Regions from separate parts of the Ovis aries genome. Here region 2 is linked to region 1. Evidence: chromatin contacts called from public Hi-C data. All regions are on one chromosome and are shown on one strand. Each heading gives the region's core, a stretch centred on a gene start, on an enhancer-like site or on the middle of the called end of the contact. The rest is flanking DNA. Distances are from core to core; before and after follow the strand shown.

Region 1 (4,517 bases), core at 1,067-3,566:
TCTGCCTGGGGACTCAGCTGCAAACCAGGCAGGCCATGCCAGGCACTGGCCTCTCTCTCTGACACCAGCCATTCCCCACCCCGCCCCCGCCACCACATAGGGTCACATCTGCTTGGCAAACAGCCAGTCTTAAGTTACTGACTCCAGTTGTATTGATTCAAAGAGTCACCGGGGACCCCAGCCTGGCCAACAGAAGGAAAGAACCCATCAGTCTGTCCATCCGTGCTTCCTGCCCGCAGCTCAAAGTCCATCTTGATGGTAACAATTCCCTCCTGGGAGTGGGAGGGGAGACGAGCAGACCCTCCACCACAGCCACTGCCGCTCCAGCACCACCCTCTGCTAGAAAGCACCCTCTGCTAGAGACCGCTGTGCCAATGGCACAAAACACCCACACCTGGGAGAACCACCGTTTTCCCTGCTCGAGCTCCCCCTGGGCACCTCAAGAATCCAGAAAACCATGGCCTAAGCATATACTCTCTAGCCCTAGGAGGACACCTGCCTTCAGGCCAGAGGGGAGAGGGGCAGACAGCTGGCCCCAGGCCAGCTCCTCCGAGGGTCCCTCCCGCAGAGCTCAGGTGGGCGGGGGGCTAGGGCAGCTGGCATGTCCTAGTCCCTTTTCCTCCGCGCACCCCCGCCCCGAGCTGAGGCAGCCTGGTCTGGTTCTAATCGCGCTGAAGTCGGCTCCCTCAGTTCCTCTTTTTCCCCCCCCCCCCCCCCCCCCCCCCCCCCAACCCTCTTCCTTCATTTCCACGGCTTTGGAAGCACCAGCGTTCCAACTGTCTGCGTGCCAAGACCTTCCCGAGTCTGAAAGCTGCTGAAGTAACAGATCAGATTTTAGCAAGTGCTTTCCAGGCTGAGCGCCAAGCCCTCTTCTGATTCAGGAGAGTGAGCGAGCGGGGAGTGAGGCGAGGAAGCAGCCGAGGGCTGCACCACCTTGGGCCAGGGTGTGCGAAGCGCGGCCCGTTGCCTCGCAGGCAAGGGTCCCTCTGCTTAGGTGCTCCGCTCTGCGCCCTCTCTCCCGTCTCCCCTCCTAGCTCCACATCTCTCAATGCTGCAAACGCCTCTGAAACCACAGGGTAATTTACAACTGAAGCTTTCTCCCTGGACTCGGAATCTACTCGGTTGAAAGGAGCCTTTTTGTTTGGAAGAGCGAGCGGAGATGGTGAAGAGACGGTTGGCAGAGAAAATCCCTCCATCCTAACTCCTCGCCGGGGCCGAGGGGCTCGGAGCCTGGCACACTGTGGCGACTGAGCCCTCCGCTCCAAGGGTCTGCTCCCAGCCGAAGCGGACTGGGGCCGCGCCGGCCTGAGTCCAGCAACAGAGCCCCTTGCCCTTGGCCGGTTCCCCGCCCGCGCTGGGCGCACGCGGAGCCGCCCTTCGGCGCCCTGGGAACAGGTGCACCGTTCCACGCCCAGGAGGGGTGGGGCCCAGGGAGGGGGCGCGGCCCGGGGGAAGGGGACCGGCGCGTACCGGGAGGCAGGGGCAGGTGGGTGCAGAGGGAACGTCAGAGTCAGGAGCCCACGTACCTGTACCTGGAAGCACAGCAGCAGGAAGTGTAAACACCTGCGGGGGAGAGAGAGGGAGAGGAGGTCATTGGGACTGGAGGGAGGGAAACGCGCGCACAGACAGACGCAGCCGCAAAGTCAAAAGAACGGCGGAGCGGGCAGAGCCACAGGCACACGGACAGACGTCCGGGCAGGGTGGGCAGCCCCGCCGAGCGCGGGCGCTTACAGGCAAGTGCAGGCGGAGGGCGCTGAATACATCGCTGGGCGGGGAGGGAGGCGGCGGCTCCTAGCCCAGCCTGCACATGTCCCCTTCGCGCGGCCGGGACCGGGCGCCTCCGCCGCCGCCGCCGCCGCCGCCGCCGCTGCTGCTGCTCCCTCCTCGCCGGCTGCTGCTGCTGCAGACTCTGCTGCTCCGGGGCGCTCCGCGGCGCGCCCTGCGGCATCAGCGCCCCGCGCGGCTCCTCCCGAGCGCTGCGCCCTCCGGGCTGGCGCGGGGGCTGCGAGGCGGCCGCCGCTGGGCAGGAGGCACCCGCCGGTGCGAGGAACCTGGCTCTCTGCCGGCCGGCCGGCCGTCCGGGCGTCCGCGGGAGGCTGGCTGCCCGACTCACTCCGGGGGCAGCATGCGCGGAAGGTCTGGAAGCTGGGGCGCACTCTCCAGGCGGGCCGTGGGGCTGCGCGGGGCCAGGGGTCAGCGCTCTGGGGCCGGGGCGCGCGGCGGCAGCACGAACGCGTCACGGCCGCTCCGTCCGGGCGCCTGCCGGCTCATGTCTCCTCCTCCGCGTCTCTCCGGCCGTGCGCATCGCCGCCTCCCACCACTGGCGGCGGCCGGGGCGTTTTCTACGCGCGGGCGGCGAGGGGGCGGGGGGCCGGGGGCGGGCCCGGGCCCGAGCCGGCACAATGAGGATGCGGGGCCCGGGGGCTCCCCCCTCGGGGCGCGGCCGGACGGGCGCTCAGCTCGCCTGGGTGCGCCGCGCCCACATCAAAGGCGGCCCTGCCGCCTTGCCGGCCTGCCGCGGCCTCTCCACTGCCGCCGCCTCTTCTCCTGGCGCTCCGGCTGGGAGGGAGGCGCTCAGACTCTCGGCGACGGGACCGGCAGCTCCGAAGGGGCAGAGCCCGCGAGGCTGGAGCTGATGAGCGCCGGGAGCCGTCGAAATTCTGCGCCTGGGCGCAATGACCAGCGCCACGGCGCAAAGGATGCCAAAACTGGGCCGGCTGCGGTCCCCCAGAACGCAGTTAGGTGCAGAATGTCCTTCCTCACCCACATTCGTCCTCGCACTCACACCCACCAGCGCCTGAGTGGGGAGCAGGGAGAGGGCGGGTCAGGCCCAACCCTCGGGGCGGCTCCACGTAAGGGGGGTCGCTTTTACCCACCCTGTGAGTCCACAGAGGATCGTAGCGTGTCCCAGATCCCTCTGGGAAGCCTGGCCACCCTGAGTGAACCCCCTTCTAATCTCCGTCCCTGCCGTTGAAAAGGAGGGGGCATTGAGGGTTTCTCTTACGCCCCCCACCCACCCCCTTCCAGGGCTCCGGGGTTGTTCCCAGCTGGGCTCTCTGAGGGGCGAGCCACCTTTGGAAACGCACGGCTGCCACCTAGCGTCCCCAAGGCTTCACTGCAGCCCAGCCCGGGCAGGCTATACAGGCCCGGGAGGAGCCAGCAGGACTCTGGTCAGCGACCACTCCAGGCCCTCTTCTGGTCTCTAGGCTGAGATTTGCTATTCTTTGCATACTAAGCAGTTTGACTCGTTTAACCAGGTCCCTTCTGAGACCATCTCTTCTTACCCCCTCTGCTTCCTCAGAGGCATCACTCCTGTCCTTCCCACCAACCTCAGAATGTAGGTGTTCTTATCACACTTAAGTGCCTCACACTGTGTGAAGCTCCAGCCAGCCAGGCTCTACTGTCACAGTAGGAAAGCAACTGAATAAGCTCAGAAAGCAAAATTCAGGAATCCAAACTATTTGGTTAAAAATTTGTGTCATGATTATGTGCCATGGTTGTGCCATGATTGATGGTTTTCTATGTTCACTGTGGTTTTCTTGTGTTTAATCGGTCAGTAATGTCCTACTCTTTGCAACCCTATGGACCGTAGCCTGCCAAGCTCCTCTGTCCAAGTGATTCTCCAGGCAGTAACACTGGAGTGGGTTGCCACAGGCGCTGTCCAACAGTAATACTTCCTATATAAGTATCAGCGGTGGTTCTGGCTATCAGGCCTCCCTGCATGGTTTTTATGGGTTTATCTCTGGCTGGGCTGGGTCTTTGCTGCACAGGCGTCCTCAGGTAGCGGCACACAGGGGCTGCCTCTAGTTGAGGTGTGCGGGCTCCTCTCTGCCGTGGCTTTTCCTGTCGCGGAGCTCAGGCTCTAGGCACACAGGCTCAGCAGTTGCAGCTCCCCAGCTCTAGAGCACAGGCCCAGTCATTGTGGCACAAGGGCTTAATCGCTCCAAAACATGTGTGATCCTCCCAGATCAGGGATCAAACCCGTGTCTCCTACACTGGCAGGCGGATTCTTTACCACTGAACCACCAGGGAAGCCCAAAGCTGAGGCTATCTTAAACAGCCTCTGTTTCAGCACTGAACACAAGTGCAGAAAACCTTTTCAAAGCCAGATGCTGAGTGATGCAGAAAGTTCTTGTTTGAAGCACTGGGCTGTATTTACTTAGACATTCTCATGGCTAGAGCTGATAAATCCCAAGACAGCAGGCAATGACCAACCACAAAAGAGATGGACAGAAATGCTCCCCTTGGGTCCTGTGACATCACCACGTGCTTTATCTTACTTCATTAAGACCTCTGACAGACCAGTTAAGAGGTAGTTTAGGCCTACTGTGGGGTGTTTGAAGCATCTCCTGGCTAAGAATCAACACTTCCAGTTTCCTATACTATTACTGTTTTCTGTTACTTTTGAATGAGTACATCATCACTCATATTCTAAAATGCTTACAGTTTTTTTTAAGGCTCAGACAGTGTTTGTTGATTTCACAAAGTTGTTACCCAAATAGGATTGGGCTTCCCTT
Region 2 (4,517 bases), core at 1,450-3,949, 320 kb before region 1:
AAATTCCAAGGTCTTGTAACCACAAGGCCTGGTCCCTGTGACCAAACTAAGACCAAACTGTAACCTTTTGGCACTGGACACTGTTTACTGCTGGCGAAAGACCACTTTGGGTTTCACAGTAAAAAGGGTTAGAAAATTGTATGAAAGGACTCAGAAGACTCACGGACATCAAATAGCTCTTACAAAACCAATGTTGTAATTAGTTAAGTATAAATGAATCAGAACCATATGGCTTAAAAGTTAAAGGAAAAAGGAGTTGGAGGGAAAAAAAAATGTCCTTTGGGATTTAATCAAACAAAAAATGCTGGAAAAATGGTTGATGTTCACCAAGCTCAGACCCCATCTGGGTGCCCCCGCTCAGTCCCCTCCAGCTTTTTCCTCCCTCCCTGGTTCTCCGCACGAGGCAGGGGTGACTTCTGGGCCCCGCTCCCTGGATGCTGGGCATCGGGGTAGAGTAGGTGTGTTGCAGTGGAGTGGAGTTAAGCTGGAGAGAAGCTCAGAGCATCTGGGGAACAGAGAGAAGGGGCTGGTCCTTGGCGTCCCTGTAGAGATGATACTGAGTCAGCCTTATGGGCAGAAGAAGGACCGGGGAGGTGGGCATTTGGAGGAGGCAGAGCTCATGCACATGCGCAGGGGAGAGACCGTGTGTTGGACAACCACGGAGTTGCACGTGTTTCGTATGGGCTGGTTCTCCACTCACGTATGGCTAAATGTGCCCGGTCCTTCCCCTGTCACTTTCAATCACATCACCCTCTTGTGTTATTTTGTGTGTGTGTTCGATCGTTTGATACTTCTTTTTTTTTTCTCATCTCACTTTTTTTTTTCTCATCTCGTGCATTCTTAGCTCCCCAGCCAGGAGTGAACCTGGGCTCTCAGCAGTGAAATCAGAGTCCTAACCACTGGACCACCAGGGAATTGCACGTGGCCCTTTGCACAGCCTGCAACCCTCCTACTTTCTTTCTCTCACTGGCATCTACACTGCACTAGAAGGTGAGCTTCCTAAGAGAAGGGATCTCATTTTCTTGTCTCCCCCAGCTGCATCCCTAGCGGCTGACAGAGTATCAGATTTGGAGTGACTGCCCATTGAGTATCTGGGGAATGAACGGATGGGAAATCAGTGAATAAGTAGATGCAGGTAGAAGTCGTGAGGGACGGGGAAGGCAGAAAAGCTGGAGAAGCAGGCAGGAATCAGGTCCTGGAAGACTCTGCAAATTGTGCAAAGAGGTTTCTGAAGGTACTGGAAAGTCATAGAGGATTTCCAGCAAGGACGTGACAAAGTCAGCACTGTATTATGTTGGAAGCAAAGAGCGAGGGTGGGGAGCCTGGAAACCAGGAGAAAGTGAGTGGCAGAGCACATCCTGTTTGCGGTGCCTTCCCCAGCATCCCTTACGGGCATGTAATGGAGTGCTCCATATAGAACAGGTACTTAATAAATGCTGCCGAGTTCATCAATGATAAATGCTTTGGCTCCCAGTGGCGACACACAAGCCATTATTTTCTCATTTAGAAAATGGATCTTGTGGCTAACTGTGGAAAATCATCTTCCAGAAAAAAGAAAAAGAGAGATGTGTATGTCTGCTCTGTCTCGAATGTTTTCACTGAACCAGATTCTCTTTCCGTAGGGTGGCTGCCCTGGGCAACTCTCAGGTTACACGAAGCTGGGCCGGGGTTTCTCTGACATTTCAACAGAGTCACGGGTGGGTGGGATGGGAAGCTCTGGGCTGCAAAATAGGTAAGTTGCTCAATGTCCCTGGAAAACCTCTGAGGACAGAACTGAGTGTTGCTTTAGGTGCGAAGGCATCTTTATGTTAGGAAAGAAATGCACACCCCAGGCTCCTGGAGGCATTAATATCAGCATGTTATTGTTGGAGGCTCCACAGGAGGCTGGACTTGGCAGCCTTAGTGGGTGACTGTGCCCTGTCCCCAGCCCACATCGGCATCGCACCCGTATCATATAGGCAGCGTGTGTGCCCCGCTGCTTCTCTGCTCTGGGGCCGGGAAGCCTGTGCAGCAGGCACTGCCGTCGCCCTGCTGGCTCTTCCTGGGTTTGCCACGTATGCCTGCTCTCATTCTCGGTAGACTGTCTTTTGGACTCTCGTGGCTATTTCCTGCTCGGAATAGACCCTCAGACAGGTGAAGGTGCTTGCTCAAGGTCACAGACAAGATCAAGGGAGGCTTAGGCACTACCCCTCTCAGCTTCCTCGGGTCACTGTGACCCCTGCAGAGGGAGTTGGTGGGAAACCCAAGCCTACACCCCCCTCCATGCCGCATAACTTCTGCCCCTGGTCACATGGAGAAGCTTCTGCCTTCTCTCCTGGGTTTAAATAGTAGCACCTGCAGCGAGCATTTGTGGGTTTGGGGCTCTTCAGCAGCCAGCCTGCCCTCTAATAGCCCCTCATTTCCCCAGAGAGACTCGCCCTCCTGCCCTCGTGTGTAGTCGAGGGTTGGGGGTGCGGTTGCCCCCACCGCCTCGACGGAGGCAGAAGTGCCGGTTTTCCCTCCGTCTGCTCCAGCTGCAGCCAGGGGGTGGGCATGGAGCCCAGGTGGGGGCACCCAGGTGTCCTCTCCAGGCCCCAGCAGCTTGAGTGAGTGGTGCACAGCGGGGAGGAGGGGCTGGAGGCATCCAGGCCAGGGCCGCGGTGGCGTGCCGGCGTCTCTTCCCATGACCTTACCAAGGCCCTGTTGCTTAAGCCTCCAGCAATCTCCTGGTTTCTGGCCGCGTTCCAGACTTCATCACTGCTCTCTGCCAATTCTCTGAGCCCCTGATAGCCTTCCAATAAATTCCATTTGATTACCACACAGCTTGTAATCAAGAACCCTGACTAATACATAACTGTTTAGTAAACCCTAAGCACGGGCCAGACAGTTTACATGTGACATCTTGTCGGATTCCCAAACGCGGCAGTGAGGGACACCTGCTGTCCAGGGGAGGATGGGGCGGTTCAGGGAGCGGCATGCCCACAGTCGCACCGCTGGGGAGAGGCAGCCCTTGAATTCAAACTCGGGTTTTCCTGATTCTGGACTCCACAATTTATTAACTTTCCTTTTCATCAGCCCAGATTTTCAGTGTCTCAGAGAAGTGGTACTGGCTGGCCCCGGACTTCCAACATATAACCTATATTGCGGGCTTGAGACTCGTGGCAAAAATACTTTCAAAATCTAATTTGCTCACACCCATGAACACCTGCCAGGAAGAAATTTGAGGCGTTTGGTCTAAACATGGAAAAGCTGAGTTCACTTACCCCAGAGGGGGCACCTGCAGAGAGAGGGAAAAAGGGTTTTAACCCTTACCTTGAGTCAGAAAAGGATACCAGCACACTCTCCTTTCTTCCTCGACCATCAGAAAGTCCTGAGGTGGGAACTCTGCAGCCAAGATTCATTTGAGGATGTGAGGGAGGAAGAAACCCATGGAAGCTGTAATTTTGTAAATATCTGTACCATTTCTATTGTGAGTTTGCTGGGATATTTAAAAGAAGTTTGAGCGGTGTTTAAGGAATCCATTTAGTTTCATGCAGCTTCCTAGGGGGAAAGTTTGGGGTTTTTCAGATCCAAGAAGTTTGGGATTGGAGAGACCTGATGTGTTGACTCCACCACCCACCGTAGCTCCACCAGTGCCTCGTCAAGATTGTACTTTCTTAATGATGAGAAGAGCCATGTGGGTGAATCTGTAGCTGAGAATTAAGGGAAAAGAAACTACATCATGTGGTCTTCTGCTAATGGAAGTGCAGAGATCCAGACTCAGACAGAACATGTGCATCCGGCAACTGGATGCAGAATTCGTATTTCGTTGGTGACCTGACCAACCACTCTGCTATCACAGATTTGGAAGGTTCTACACTATTTCTTGGGCATGGTCATACTATAGGACAGAATCTTAGATTTCTTAAGAATCATGGCTTTTGGTTCAGGCTTATGGGGCTGCCTCAACTGTCCACATCTGGAGATGAAGGGGTCTGGAGGAGCAGATGGCCAAACTCTCCATGGCTTGGTTTTAAGAAGGTGAACTAGAGCAGAATGAAAACGGTGCCCATCTGGAAGCCCCAGTGATTTTGAATCATGGGAATGGGTATAAATCCTACAATTATATCCTGATATGTCTGGTCATTAGCCAAGCTCTGGGCAAATTTTGGTCCCACGTGTACATGTGAAAGTATTTTAGTTTTCAGTGGGATTGTGATCATTGAGACTTATCTACTCTGCAGTGGAAAAGGCTGGCTGTAAGGAAGAGAAATCCATTTTAAATAGCTCAGATGAAAGGGTGATTAATAAAAGGGATTCTCATGGAAAGAAAGTGCAGAGTGCAGCCCGGCCTTTGGGAACTGGAAAATGGTCTGGCGACTCCTCTTCCCGCTTCTCCCTTTGTGGTGCCGCCTGACATCTGTTTCTCTCTGAAAGGCAGCAGACCAGGCTTTCTGCCTCCTTGTGGTTTCTGTCTCTCCACAATGTTGGCTTGCACCAAGATTCTGGCACTACTTCCGATCCCATCTCCATGACTCTACAAATTTAGCACCATCCTT

What was found. A called contact is a pair of places that touch in the nucleus more often than the background predicts.
Region 2: a contact with region 1 is called in a Hi-C map of tail adipose tissue, with 2.4 times the contacts expected there. The contact joins the enhancer-like site here to the promoter of FGF18 in region 1. A contact is called at or near these places in 2 of 16 Hi-C or Micro-C datasets (muscle and tail adipose tissue).

The regions. Positions count from the first base shown.
Region 1 is chr16:3,396,486-3,401,002 of ARS-UI_Ramb_v3.0, reverse strand. It overlaps FGF18 (fibroblast growth factor 18), which reads right to left and starts at 2,316. Exons shown (of 5, transcript XM_015101227.4): 1 at 1,732-2,316; 2 at 1,527-1,563. The coding sequence starts at 1,763.
Region 2 is chr16:3,719,898-3,724,414 of ARS-UI_Ramb_v3.0, reverse strand. It overlaps LOC121816785 (a long non-coding RNA gene), which reads left to right. Exons shown (of 6, transcript XR_006056474.2): 5 at 845-990. Among named protein-coding and RNA genes, the nearest start is that of FBXW11, 250 kb to the left of the region's middle. Within about 2 kb of position 2,699, at least 3 of the 54 cell types and tissues checked have an H3K27ac peak or open chromatin away from gene starts, as enhancers often do. A contact at or near this core is called in tail adipose tissue, where this site is marked.